Regions from separate parts of the Mus musculus genome. Here regions 2 and 3 are each linked to region 1. A link is a contact called in public promoter capture Hi-C data. All regions are on one chromosome and are shown on one strand. The core of a region is the stretch at or near the end of the contact, and the rest is flanking DNA. Distances in the headings are between cores, read along the strand shown.

Region 1 (4,526 bases), core at 326-2,825:
CTGGTAGACACAGCAGAAAAAAAAAAAAAAAAAAAAAAAAAGACATCCTGTTTCAGGCAAGATGGAAGTCAAGGATTAATACCCAAGGTTATCCTCTGACCTCTACATGAGAGTCTTGGCTCAAGGGCAGGACCATGTATACAGGTTTTTTTTTTTTTTTTAATGCCAAATTTATATTTAGAAGCATAGACATAGCTATATTTGATCTCAGCACACAAATTCAAGGACATAGAATAGTTCTGCCTCTCCCTAAGAGCTGGGTGCCCTCGGGTGAGCTACTATAAAGCCTGTGTCTGAATCTCCTTATCTGCAAAAATGCGAGTAACAGCACTCACTTCACTGAATTTGGGGGATTAAAAGAGATAAATTGTGAAGAGCTTAAAATAGTAGCTGGCAGAAGCCGAGACCCGTGTGGATTCACGATTATTTCCTAAGCTCTCTCTGACAGCTGCTGTCACTTGGTTGCTAAGTCTGCAAGCAGTGCAAGGTTGGAGTCCCTTCTTTCCTTGAGTCTCAATTTTTTTTTTTCATCTGCAAAACAGAAATAATTTCTACCTGGTGGGACCCTTGGGAGATCTATGGAGGCCAGAGAGGAAAGCATGCTGCCTTCATTTGAGCCCACAGAAGGCCCTCTACGCTGTTGCTGTTTCCTGTCTGTGTAATGGACAGATACAAACACAGGTGAAGGGATGTTGGCAAATTCCAGACAGACTTAATCATCCTTTGCCCTCCTCTTGTCGCTGCCTGCAGCTAGATTTTTTTTTTTTTTTTTTTTTAAGGACATAGTGAAAGGGGATGGGGATAGATAGATGGCAAAGAAAGGGTTCAGGGTTGAGGGCACCCAGGCTTACTCTTCTCTACAGAACCTGGGCTAGCCAGCAGCTGGCATGCGGCTGGGATAAAAGGGTTGAGAGCAGCGTTAGTCCGGTTGCTGTGGGTGTAAGAAAACGAGGAAAACCATCTCAGTGGAAATTGCCCTGTGGTTGGCTCAGGCGCCCACGACACTGTATTTATAGAGAGCTCCCAGCAACTCGGAATTCTTCGCTGTCGAGTTAACCCTTTCCGAGCCGCGGTGCTGGCCTGGTGTCGAGGGGAGAAATTCTGGACTGAATGGGGACAGCTGGATTGCAGCGGGGCTTGGAGCCAGCAGTTCCGAGGGTGGGAGTGGTCAGTGGCCGGTCACCTGTCCCCTCTCACCGAAAAAGAAACTTCGGCTCTTGGAAGTGCTAGGATCCGTGTGGGGGATGGGCAGCGAGTAGCCCAACACCTCCTCCTCCTCCTCAGAGTACTGGGTCTTCCCCCGTCGGGGTCCAACAAGGGTCTGGGTCGGGGCGGGTCCAGACCCCGGGCCCTGCCCAGCAGGCGGGCTCAGGCTTCACCCTCGGATCTCGCCGCAGGGCCAATCCAGCCTCTGGGGCGCACCCGGGCGGCTTTTCCGGGCCCCCAGCTTCCTCTGGCCGTCCCGCCCCTCACTCTCGCCCCCGGCCCCAGTCTGGCCGGGCCTCGCGGCGGCGGCGGCACCAACAGTGGCGGCGATTGGGCTGCGCCCCGCCGCGTCCCCGAGTCCCGGGAGTCGGCGCGGCGCGGTGAGTGCTTGCGTGGCGCGGGGCGGCGTGGGCTGCTGGGTCCACCTTTGTGTGCGGCGGCGCCTGGACTGCACGCGCTAAGGCGCCGGGTGCAAGGAGCTGGGAACTCCGCGGCCCTTACCCGCAGGGCACCGGCACCCTGATCCACGATGACCGCTGGGGCTCTAGGGTCCGGAGTAGCTGAGAGCACCCCTGCTTGGCCGCTCCCTCCTCGGGGGGCTGAGACCCGCTGGGATTTGTGGGATCTGATGACTCCCAAGTCTGGGGCTTGTGGGGCCCGAAACGGGGTGGGTGACTGATTATTCAGGCCCTGGGTGTGGAGTAGGGATGCAGGCAGGTAGGTCACTGGGTTGATGGTTCTTGAAGCTTAAGGAAGCTGCTAGCCAAGACTGGAAGGGAGGCATTCTCCGGACTTTGAGGAAGAAAACACCATGAATGCCAGCTCTGAAAGGGGAAACTGCGGGGGAGGGGAGCACGAGGTTAGGTGGTCCCCTGTTCTTGGATCTGAATGGTGAAGAGGGACCAGGTCTGCAGAAGAGCACGAGGGAACAGGTTCTGGGAATAGCTTTAAAGGCTCCTTCGAAAAATAAAAGACTGAAGAGGAAATGGGATGGGACAGTTTGGGCTGTCTTAGGTAAATGGAGATGGATGGAGAGGAGGTCTGAAGGAAGGTAGGGAGAGGCTGGAGGACCAGGGTGGCACATAGAGACGAGAAAATTGAATCCGGCTCTCCAGGGCCCTTTCTTACTAGGCCCCAGTCAACCAGTCGCAGATTTCGGAGCTTGAGGCAGTGGCCTGGCAGAAAGGGAGTTTTATTTCCAAGCCAAACCTGTCCTAATGAGAAATGTATGGTGGGTGACTCAGACCTGAGAGCTTATCACTGAAGGGAAATATTAAGCAAACATTAGACCCGAAGTTTGTATGTGCGTGACCGGGGTTTTGTGTATGTGTCGGGGAGACACCTACTTAATTGTGAAAAATTATTTCCCTTCAAATTGATTGTGGGCCATCTGTAAATGAATAGTGATTAAATTAAAACCCAAATCCTTAAAAAAAAAAGTTTGGGTTTTTTGTTTTTGTTTTTATTTTTGTTTTTTTAAGATAGTACCTCACTATAGATTTGGCTGACCTTGAACTCACATAAATCTACCTGCCTATGTCTCCCAGATGCTGGGACAAAGGCATGCACCACCAGGCCAGCTCAAAGACTTTTTTTTTTTTTTTTGAGTGTGTAGTAGTTACTTTCAGTTTGAGATGCCAATGAAAGTGTCTGAACAGTTTGAGAGCTATTTATTTAACTGAGCCTCCTTTCTCATTCCCTTTGTCCTCCCAGAAGTCCCTAGGACTCCTACTGTTTAGCAACAACGACATTCTGAGTAGTTTGGGGACCTGTAAATAGGTGAATCTGAAATCTGTACTTGAAATTGAAACCTAAACCTGTCTTATGGGCTTGGTTGACTGATGGGCAGGCCAGGTGTGGAGGGCTGGGGAGCTAAGGGCTATGGAGTGGTGGTCTACCCTTCCACCTTGCTTGGGAATGGGAATATTTTGGAGGTGTGTGTTTTCTTTGGTAGCTGGTGTTCTTAGTCTTCAGCACTAACTCTTGGTTAACTGTGGCCCGTGGACGTCTTCCCCCGTGTTACAAATACATCACCGTTAGCTGACACAGGGTCCTGATATCAGTGCCATTTTCATTGTGTGGCTGGGAAGGTAGCTCAGTTAGTAGAGTGCTTGCCTAGCACCCATGAATCCTGAATTGGATCACCAGCCACCAGCGATGCACAAACTGGTCATAGTGGCTCATGGTGGTAACCTCAGTGTTTAGAGGTAGAAGCAGGAGGACCAGAAGTCATCCAAGGCTACATAGTTCAAAGCTCGCCTGAGATACACGAGACTTCAGTCAAAAGGAAAAGAAGAAAGAAGTTTGCATACTACATCACCACTTTAGGTTAACACTGTGAATATCCGTTTTGCCCAAAGTGTCATGAGGCAAAGAAACCATAAAGAGGGATAATGTTTGCCCATGCACAGAGTAGCTCTAGTGATGAGTTTGTTGGTCCCATGACTGGTCTACAGGGGTCTGTACTGTCCTGCATATGTGGTGTCTTCTTCCTGCTTACAGAGTATTGCTCATGCACTCCAGACTTCGCTACAAGAGGACATCTTGTAAGGGAAGAAGCCTAGTTTCTGAGACGAGTTGGGATTTTTTTTTTTTAGCCCAGTTCTCTTCCCCATTTCTGGCCCCTTAAGCTCTGTCCAGGCACCTGATGGGAACAGGGTGGTTGAATGTCCAAGATGCTCAGATGCCTAGCAGCTGGGTGCCTGGCATCTGGGCTGGAGGCTTTCATGTTTATCTTCAGAACAGTTATAGAAGTGGTGGCCTTTCAGAACAGTTCTCTGGGGAGGCAGCATCCTTATTCTGGAGAGGCCACTACTGAAGCTTTCTGCAGGAGTCACCCTCCCCTCAGTGCTGACCTCTAGAATTCACTCTTTTTGGTGGGATTTAGGTTGGACACCAAGATGAAAAACCCTGTTAGGGTTGCAATGAGATCCTGGAGCTGCAAGCTGGTGTTCTGCATCCTCAGAGAGACTCCTAGAAAGTGTTGAGCGAATGAATGTCTGACCTCTGGTTAGATGCGTCTGGGGTGGGCTTTGTGCGGCAAACAACCCGAATCCTCTGCGATTATGACCACACGGGGGCTGTTGAGTTGTGGATCTGAGTCATAGGGGCTGGGAAAGAAGGAAGAGGAACAAGGAGGATGACATCACTGCCCAGAAGTCTATCCTCTGTGCGAGTGGGGACTTCTCCTCGATGTCCTTTTCCCCACACTCTGGGGCAGGAGTGGCAGGGAAATCTACCAGCAAAAGGTGAGGGTTGTGGGGGAGATTGGTTACGGAGGGGGCACAGTGTGAACCACACATTGGGAGAAAGTCACATAT
Region 2 (4,665 bases), core at 887-3,386, 720 kb before region 1:
TGCTGGTCGCTCGAGGAGTGGTGGTACATGCCTTTAATCCCAGCACTTGGGAGGCAGAGGCAGGCAGATTTCTGAGTTCGAGGCCACCCTGGTCTACAGAGTGAGTTCTAGGACAGCCAGGGCTATACAGAGAAACCCTGTCTCGAAAGACCAACCAACCAAACAAACAAACAAAAAGAGTGCTGTTGTTCTTCCAAGGGACCTAGGTTCAATTCCCAGCACCCACATGGCAGCTCTTGTCTGTAACTCAAGTTTTAGGGGACCCAACAGATATACATAGAAGCAAAATACCAATTAACATAAAATAAAAATAAACTATACATTTAAATCCCAGATGGTGGGTTCACATGCTGTTAATCTTAACACTTGGAGGTAGAGGCAGGCAGATCTCTGAGTTCAAGGCCTGGTCTAGAGAGTGAGTTCCAGGACAGCCAGGACAGCCATGGCTACACAGAGAAACTTAGTCTTAGAGGTGGGGGGAACCAACAAAACAAAACAAAACAAAACAAAACAAAACAAAACAAAACAAAACAAAACAAAAAGACAGGATTGCCTAGTGGTTAAGAGCTAGTACTGCTCTTGCAGGGGACTCAAGTCTGATTTTCAGAACCCATATGGCTGCCTGTAACCCCAGTTCCAGATCAGATGCCCCCTTCTGGCCTCTGTAAGCATCTGCACTCTCATGCCCATACATCTTCCCATATACATAATCAAAAGTGATCTTTTCATAAAAGAATTTCATGTAAAGCTAGTAATCCTTGCTTTTCATGGCTGAAGGCAGCAAGCTTTGAGGAGCAGAGATCTGCAGGCAGAACACCCCATGAGGGGGCTGCACCGACGCAGGGGACTGGACTACCCTTCACACTTTAAAACACCTTGGGCTGGGGGTATAGCTCAGTCAGTGGAGTGGTTGCAAGCATGGATCTGAGTTTGATCCCATTGTAATCCCAGAGCTGAGAAGTTGGAGGCAGACTTCTCAGTGGGGTTTCCTGGGCTTCATTGGCCAATCAGCTCAGCTCAGGTAATGAGAGCCTGTATTTCAAAAATCAAGGACCACAGTGCCTGAGGAACAACGGCTAAGGTTTTCTTCTTGCCTCCAGAGGTACAAAACCAACACGTACCTGAACACACACATAACACACACCACACACACACACACACATCACACATTATTACACACCATAACCATACACATACATCACACATACACACCATACCACACCACACATACACACACACATCACACACCCCTACACATATACACACACCATAGCCATACACATACTTCACACATACACAACACAACACACACACACATACCACACACAAACAGCACACCACAATACCACGCACACACACACCCCACACACATATACACACACCATAACCATACACATACATCACACATATACACCATACCACACACACCACACACACATACCACACAAACAGCACACACACACACCACGCACACATGCACACTATACACACCATACACACACATCACACATACCATCCATACACCACACACACACACTCACAAACACACACATCTTTCTCAGAGCCCACAGGGATTCAGAGACTCAGATCTAAAATAAGGGCAGAGCATACCTCAGTCTGACTGAGATTTCTTGGCCTTGCACACACCCCACTTGTTCCTTGCTCCAGTTCTTTCCCTACATGCGTCCGGGGATCAAAGACAGGCCTGAGGACATTTAGTTTCCCTGTCTTCCCAGCGTGGCTCTTCCTTTGCTGTTTCTATTATCCTTCCATTTGATTTTTGGGGAGTATGGCTGGACCTGGTTTTGGAGCCTCTCTACAGTCAGACCTAAGAGCTCCAGTGACAGTCACAGGATTGAGTGTTGCAGCTTTAAGTTCTGGACACAGGGATAATTCCTGAGGAGGAGCCTGTAGCTTTGATTTTGGAATTCCCGGGGTCCTGAGAGATGGGCTGCTCTGCTCCTCCAAATGGCAAACTTGAGGTTAACAACCTTGAATGAAGGCCACTCCACTGCTCTGTTGTGAAACTAGGCCACCTGGTCTGTGACGTGTGCCCTCGCTCTCTCCAGATGGGAGTGGAACAAGGAGAGGCACTGCGTGCCACTGCCAAGCACAATTCACAGGCTAGACCGAGGTGGACCTCAGGCCTTCCACAGACTGCTGCTGCAAAGAAAACAGGCCACACCCCTGCAGCCTCTTTACCCTCACACCTGCTGCGAGGGAGTCCTGATAAGCAAGCTGCTGTGACCTTTGGGCTATTTATTAACCATGCTTGCTGCTTCATGGTGTGGGATCTTCCCCCTCCCTCAGAAACTGAAAGAGAGAAACAAACACATTGTCTGGTAGAACTGAAGGTTCTCTCTCTCTCTCTCGCTCTCTCTCTCTCCCTCTCTCTCTCTCTCTGTCTCTGTCTTTCTCTCTGTCTCTCTGTGTGTGTGTTCTCTCTGTCATGTTGTCTGCAATATTAATATCCTTAATAAATCTCATACCCTCAAGGACAATTCAACTCTCAAATCAAACCATCTCTCCTTTCTTTCTGGAAACCTAATGCTGAGTGTTGATTCCCACAGGCAGGCATCGTTTGGGTGCCTCTGAAGGGAAGGAAGCTCAGTAGGTCAGTCTCAGGGACGAATTGAAATTCAATGCCACATTAATTTAAGAAGAGGCCGGCAAGGACATTGTGGTTTAGCTCAATCCTACCAGGTGTGTGAATGGGGGAAGCTATGTGTTTACAGTCACCACTCCTGTCTGTGGAAGCTGACAAGATCAAAGAGAAGACCTTGACCCTGAGTGACCTTGCCTGGGAGATGTATTCAAACGTGATGGACTAGACAGGCTATTAATACTGGGCAGGGTTCTAGTCATCTTCTTGTCTCTTTTGGTTTATACAGCCTTCTGAGGTAAAGGATTTCTGAAATATGGTGAAATATTTATTAAATTTTGTAAATATTCTGGCCAAAGACTCCTAAAATCCTCAGATTCTCCAAACTGGAAGGGTTTTTTGTTTGTTTGTTTTTATTATTAGTTGGTTTTTGAATGCTAATGCATGGCTGGTAGCTTCAGGGTGGGGCCTGGTCACTGGAAACACTGAGATAGGATTAGAGGGATCGTTTCCTGGGCTGAGGAGAGGGGCTGAAGGCGGATGGTTGGTTCTCAGTGGTCAATGATGCAATTACTCGTGTCTTTGCAGTGGAGCCTCCCTTAAAACACCAAAGAAGCTTGTGAGCAGGAATATGTCTGGAGGATGGTCCTCCCAGTTAGGGTTGCTCCTCCCACCACCTCATCTATATCTGTTGTAATGTCCTTTACAATAACTGGTAAACTTAAAATCATATAAAATACAAGCTCCTGATAAATATACATGTGTAGGGAAGGAGGTGTATGTGCACATGTATGCATTTTGCATGGGATGGCCAGAGGACATTGGGCATGCTCTATCAATGTCTACCTTAGCCCCGGGAGATAGAGTCTCTTACTGAAACTGGAGCTAGGTTGGCAGACAGCAAACCTCAGCAATCCTCCTGTCTCAGCCCAATTGCAGGACCAAATTTTTTTTTTCTTTGGCATGGGAACTTGAACTCAGGTTCTCATGCTTCTGCAGATGGCCTACAGAACGGGGTGTGGGGGGGGGGAGAGCGAGAGTGAGAGCAAGAGAGAGAGAGAGAGAGAGAGAGAGAGAGAGAGACTTTATCTCAGTCTCTGTGTGTACTCACTAAGGACTGCCAATGAAGTAGGTGGGGTAGCACACACCTGTAGTTTCAAAACTCAGCAAGTTGAGGAAGGTAGGAGGATCTCCAGTTCTAGGGCAGCCTGGGCCGTAGAATGAGTTCAGTGTCAACCTGGGCTACAGAGCAAGACTCAGTCTCATCCCCTTCATTCCCAAAGAACTAGGACCCACTGCGGGACAGGCATAGATTATACACATGGGAACACTCTGTTCCCTGGATGAGGCTTCTCTTGCCTCTACCTAGAGGTGGCATCAATCATTCTGGAGGTGTGGTAGACCGTTCAAGAGGCTCCATTGGGCCCGGAGCTGCTGGAACAAGCCAACTTCCTGATAGAGCCACCAGCAGAGGGCAGATGCTTTCCTGAAGTTAAGGAGTCCAGAGCTGAGCTGTCCGGATTGCCATCTGTGTGAGAGAACTGGGAAAATGGTCTGGTGCCTTAGGGAGCAGCAAATGGTTGGGCTTGGCTAGGTTATGAAGATCTGATCGGAAAGGCCACAGTCAGTCCCAATCAGGCAGCTGGCTGTCACAAGCTGTGCGGAGCCAAGGAGCCTCTGCCTCCTCAAGGTCAGTGGGCAAGCAAGAGGAGATCGGGTTTCCAGAACATCTTGGGCTTCCTTATAATCTTTACCTTGCCAGGATTCTACCCACATAGATGTCCCTAAAATCACCTTTTTTGGTCACCCTCTGCAGTTTTGTTTTGTTTTATGACCCACTTTAAATCCTCTGCTTTTGTCATTTCTCTCATGGATACATTTTGCAGAGGACACAACTATTATAAATTCATTTAAGCTTCACCCCCCCACACACACTTTTTTTTTAAAGTGTGCATCTATGAGCACTCATGCATGCACATATGTTGTATGTATGTGGGCATCAGGTGGCTTCCACTGTGACTTTCCATCTTAATCTCTTGAGAGTCTTTCAATGAACCTGGAAC
Region 3 (4,490 bases), core at 1,330-3,829, 800 kb before region 1:
ATGGGAATTTAAACTCAATAGTCCACACAGCATACTAGACAAATAGATTTGACAGAAGGTACACAACATAATTACATTCACCCACTCATCCTTTAAAAGACAATAAGTTGCTGAACAGTGGATGATGATATCAGTTTACTCTAAGTAAACTACACACATGTAGTTCTGTTGATCTGAAGGTGCATTCTTTTCATTTAGCTGCTTTGAAGCTGTCTGGCTTTCTTGTGTCTATTAAAATTACCTGATGGGCTTTTCATTTCTTGTTCGTTGGTTTTGTGTCTTGCATGCCATTATACTTATGTAGTAACCACTTACGCCAATATGTCCCACTTCTTTTACAATTGTTTTATATTTATGTATTTTGTGTTCTGAGTGTTTTGCTTGCATTTATGTTCTTGCACACATGTGCCTGGTGCTTGTGGTAGTCAGAAGACGATCCCTAAAACTGCCATTGTGGGCAGTGTCAGCCTTAGTGTGGCGCTGGGAGACAGCCCAGGCTCCTCTGCAAGAGCATGGGTGCTTAACCACTAAGCCATCTTTCCACTGTCTCTTTGTTTTTAAAGGATTTATTGTCTTCATGTAGATGAAGGACTGTTTATATGTTCACCACAGAAGCCAGAAGGGTACCATGTTACAAGCACTAGAGAGCTGCGTGCCTGACATGGATGCTGGGAACTGAACCCCAGTCCTCTACAAGAGCCACAGGTGTTCTTACCTGACCCATCACTCCACAAATGGTAGCATACCATAAATTCCTTACCTTTTTCATAGGTAACCTCTACCTGCTTTTTTTCTTTTAAATCTTCAAGACCGGGCTGGCCTATTTTGAGGGTTATCCTCCTGCCTCTGCCTCCTGAATGCTTGGATTACAGACTAGTGTCACTGTGATCAGCTTGTTTGTTTTGGAGATAAGGTCTTAGCATGTGGCCAAGCCTAATCTGTAACCCATATGTAGCCCACGGTAGCCCACATTCCTGGAAGCCCTATTGCTTTCAGCCTCCTGAGTGCTTGGATTGCACGTATGAGCCAGTGTGCTTGGACTCTTCTTTCTACTCTTCTACTTCTGTCTGTCCACCCATCCATCCACCCATCTATCCAGAAACAGGATTTCATCTATCTATGTCTGTCTGTCTGTCTGTCGACAGGATTTTATGAAGCCAGGCAGGCTAACCTGGAACTCACTATGTTACTAATACTGTTTATGAAAGTCTGATCTGTCTGCAGCCTCTCAAATGCTGGTGTGTGCCTCCACCTACCTGGTTTTCCATTTCTTGTGCCATCTCTTTTTTCTAAGGAAAGTAGTCTCTCTTAGATTATCATTTTTTGGCATCCATTTTATTTTATTTTAAACGTTTTGAGAAAAGGTCTTGTTACATAGTCCTGACTGTCCTTCCTGGAACTTTGTGTAGATCAGGCTGGTCTCAGACTCACAAAGATCCATTTGCCTCTGCCTTCCAAAGAGCAGGCATTGGCAGGCGGATTTCTGAGTTCGAGGCCAGCCTGGTCTACAGTGTGAGTTCCAGGACAGCCAGGGCTACACAGAGAAACCCAGTCTCGAAAACAAACAAACAAACAAACAAACAAACAAGTATGTCCATGTAGAGTAAAATTACAGTTCTAAACAGCCTACCTCTGCTCTTTGCTTGCCTGCTATACAGTTCTCTTCCCTAGAGAGAACCACTTTTAGTATTTAAATATCCTAGAAATATTTTCTTTCTTTTTTTTCTTTTTTGAGACAGGGTTTCTCTGTATAGCCTTGACTGTCCTGGAACTCACTTTGTAGACCAGGCTGGCCTCGAACTCAGAAATCCACCTGCCTCTGCCTCCCGAGTGCTGGGATTAAAGGCATGCACCATCACGCCCAAGTTGAAATATTTTCTAATAAAGAATTATGTACATAATATTCTTAGTTTTGCTTTCTTCTTATTAACATAGACACTGTATGCATTTCTTGCACATTGTCCTTATCTGATAATAGAATACCTTGGCAATTCTCTTACCATGTAAATAGTTGTCTCTTTTCAGATGCCACACAATATGAACTTATCATTTATTTGATTTCTACTGTTGGGTATTTAGGTTGTTTTTTTGGGTGTTGGTTATTCCAAACAATGATACATCGGATACCTCTGTATGTAAAGCCATGTCTTATGTCTATATGTATAGAATAAATTCCTATAATTGAAACAGTTGGGTTAAGGTTATAAGCATTTTTAATTTTGGTAGTTGTGGCTAAGCTGCTCTTATTGGAAGCTTGACCAATTTGTTTCCACTGGCGATGAAAGCATATTTTCCTCACAAAATGTCATTGAAAAACTTTGTTGCCAATGTAAGGCTTAGACCAAATCTCTTGGAAACATAAGTTATAAACTTCGTTGTCTACTATCTAACTGACACGCTCCACTCTAAATTCGTCCAGCCCGGTGCAGAGCTATCTAAGCTCTGGCTGCGAGTCCCCTCACCTATTCCTTCCGAGCTAAGCCATCCATCTGTGGCTGAGACCCTGGAACTCACTGACCTCACAGCCTGACCTTCCACTCACAACTCCTTAGGGGCTCAGGTTCCTCCTTCCTTCCCTGGCTTTGACTTCCTGCTCAGCTGGTCGCCCGGGAAACGGTCGGCTTCCGGTCGCGAAGCGGTGGGCGGAGCCAAGATGGCTGAAGTGAAGCTTGGGATGGTAAGCGGGGAGATTCTCGGAGGCTTAGCGGCGGCCTCAGGGCGGAGCGTCGTGGCGGGGCCGGGCCAGGCGGGGCCAGGCCGGGGCGGCCAGCGGGGCTGGGGTGGCGGGGCCGGGGCGTACGCCAAGTAGTCCCTCCGGGAGGCGGCGCGGTCCAGCTCCCCGCCTGGCTGGGCGTTTGGCGAATGCTGACCTGTGTGCAGCGCTTCGTCTGTTTTGGGATTGGGCAGAGAAGAGAGGTTTTTTGGAAATGGTGTTTTTCCTACTCTTAGGATTTGAGGGTGGGCGTGAGGTGGGGGTTACTGCACCTTCATTAGGCAGTTTTTGATATCCCATAGATTGGTAATTTAATTGGATGAAGCCTGGAACCATTCAGCGCCCCTGCCCTCTCACTGCGACTGGCTTGTTTTCCCAGCTGCGATTAGATTTCGGAAAAGCCCTGTTTCAGAACTCAGCTGGTTTAAATCGTTAGTTAATTCTACAACAGCCTCTGTGAATTCAGGCTGACCCAGAAGTAACTGGCTTTTTGCATCACTCATGACCTTGCTTGTTTGTGACAGTCTTGTATGTACATGGTATTTGCACCTGTAGTTCATGTTGGCTACGGATTAGCCACCTTTAATCCCCTGACTTCTGGGATTTACAGGAGTGCGTCATCACTCCTAGCTCCTTTTTTTTGGATTGACTTATAGTTGTATGTTTATGAGGTACAGTGTGATGATACGTCGGTACAAAGTGTACTGTGTGTGATGGTCAAGTCAGGGTCATTACCATTTCCATCTCAGCATATAAACTGTTGCAAACAGTAGCCCCCACATAAGCATTTGCTTCTGTCTGTTGGTATTTGGCTCCTGTTATTGAATATTATTGAATGTTTCTCTCCATCTTTTCCCTTTCCTAACTTTTGGTGACCTCTTGTTCTACTCTCTATTTCCATGAAATCAACTTTGTTTGTTCCTTTTTGTAAAGATAGGGTTTATTTGTGTATCCCCAACTGACCTAGAACTAGAGAGTAGACTAGGCTGCCTGGGATTAAAGGTGTGTGCTACCCCGTTGAGATCAGCTTTTTTAGTTTCCACATAGGAGTGAGAACATGCTTTGGCTTTCTCTGCCAGGCATATTTTACTTAGCATAATTTTTCCACAGTACTACAGATTACACCTTATTCTTTTTCATGTCTAAATAATACATGCATACTCCTGGAGTCTAGGAATCTCTTCACAAACCACACAAACACTGATCGCAGTCAGACAGGGATAGTTTATTGAGCAGATGCCCCAGGACTGGTCAACTAGGGCCATGGTCCAGATTCGGGAACTGAACCATGACCCCAAGTTAAGATCTTACAGGGTTTTTAAGCCCCAAATCCACAAACATCTGTGCCAAATTATTTCACCAATCAGGATTTAGGGATAGGATTTCCTTAGGAACATGTTTTGTTGTGCATTTACCCTGCTCCCATTGGTTGGGGTATTCAACTGTGGCAGGAAACCTGCCTTGTCTAATATTCATGTCCTAACTTCTCTACCAGGATGGGACTTGTCTAATATTCATGTCTTAACTTGCCAACCAGGATGTCAGTTACCTGTGTACATGTCTCTTTCTGCCAAGTAGGATGTCAGTTCCCAGGGAGGTTTTGGGAACATAAACTTTACTCGACCACTACTCAGAATGGAAGTTTTATTCCAAATAGTTTCTTATATTGGGGCGGGTATCTTTCTTATGTTGGGGTCCATCTCGGGGGCAGCTTATACCATAAAAACTTGAACACAGGTACAGGAAATACTGTTGGGTGGTTGGTTCAGATCCAAGC

What was found. Promoter capture Hi-C pulls out the DNA fragments that hold promoters and counts their contacts. Capture Hi-C pulls out chosen DNA fragments and counts their contacts.
Region 2: a contact with region 1 is called in a promoter capture Hi-C map of liver, with 5 times the contacts expected there. The contact joins the enhancer-like site here to the promoter of Cd276 in region 1. A contact is called at or near these places in 9 of 39 promoter capture datasets (the 3T3-L1 cell line, the HPC-7 cell line, cranial neural crest and 5 more), 1 of 15 datasets of contacts at CTCF or cohesin (embryonic stem cells), 11 of 484 Hi-C or Micro-C datasets (the Ba/F3 cell line, the HPC-7 cell line, cerebellum and 5 more), 9 of 115 datasets of contacts at active chromatin or transcription factors (the NIH/3T3 cell line, craniofacial prominence, embryonic stem cells and 3 more) and 1 of 9 other capture datasets (embryonic stem cells).
Region 3: a contact with region 1 is called in a promoter capture Hi-C map of adipose tissue. The contact joins the promoter of Bbs4 here to the promoter of Cd276 in region 1. A contact is called at or near these places in 4 of 39 promoter capture datasets (3T3-L1-derived adipocytes, HPC-7-derived erythroid cells and liver), 1 of 115 datasets of contacts at active chromatin or transcription factors (neural tube) and 1 of 9 other capture datasets (adipose tissue).

The regions. Positions count from the first base shown.
Region 1 is chr9:58,552,082-58,556,607 of GRCm38.p6, reverse strand. Cd276 (CD276 antigen) reads left to right here and starts at 1,575. Exons shown (of 8, transcript NM_133983.4): 1 at 1,575-1,586.
Region 2 is chr9:59,269,367-59,274,031 of GRCm38.p6, reverse strand. No RefSeq gene overlaps it. Among named protein-coding and RNA genes, the nearest start is that of Gm39345, 12 kb to the right of the region's middle. Within about 2 kb of position 2,136, at least 73 of the 459 cell types and tissues checked have an H3K27ac peak or open chromatin away from gene starts, as enhancers often do. A contact at or near this core is called in liver and pancreatic cancer cells, where this site is marked.
Region 3 is chr9:59,351,597-59,356,086 of GRCm38.p6, reverse strand. It overlaps Bbs4 (Bardet-Biedl syndrome 4 (human)), which reads left to right and starts at 2,579. Exons shown (of 16, transcript NM_175325.3): 1 at 2,579-2,677. The coding sequence starts at 2,654.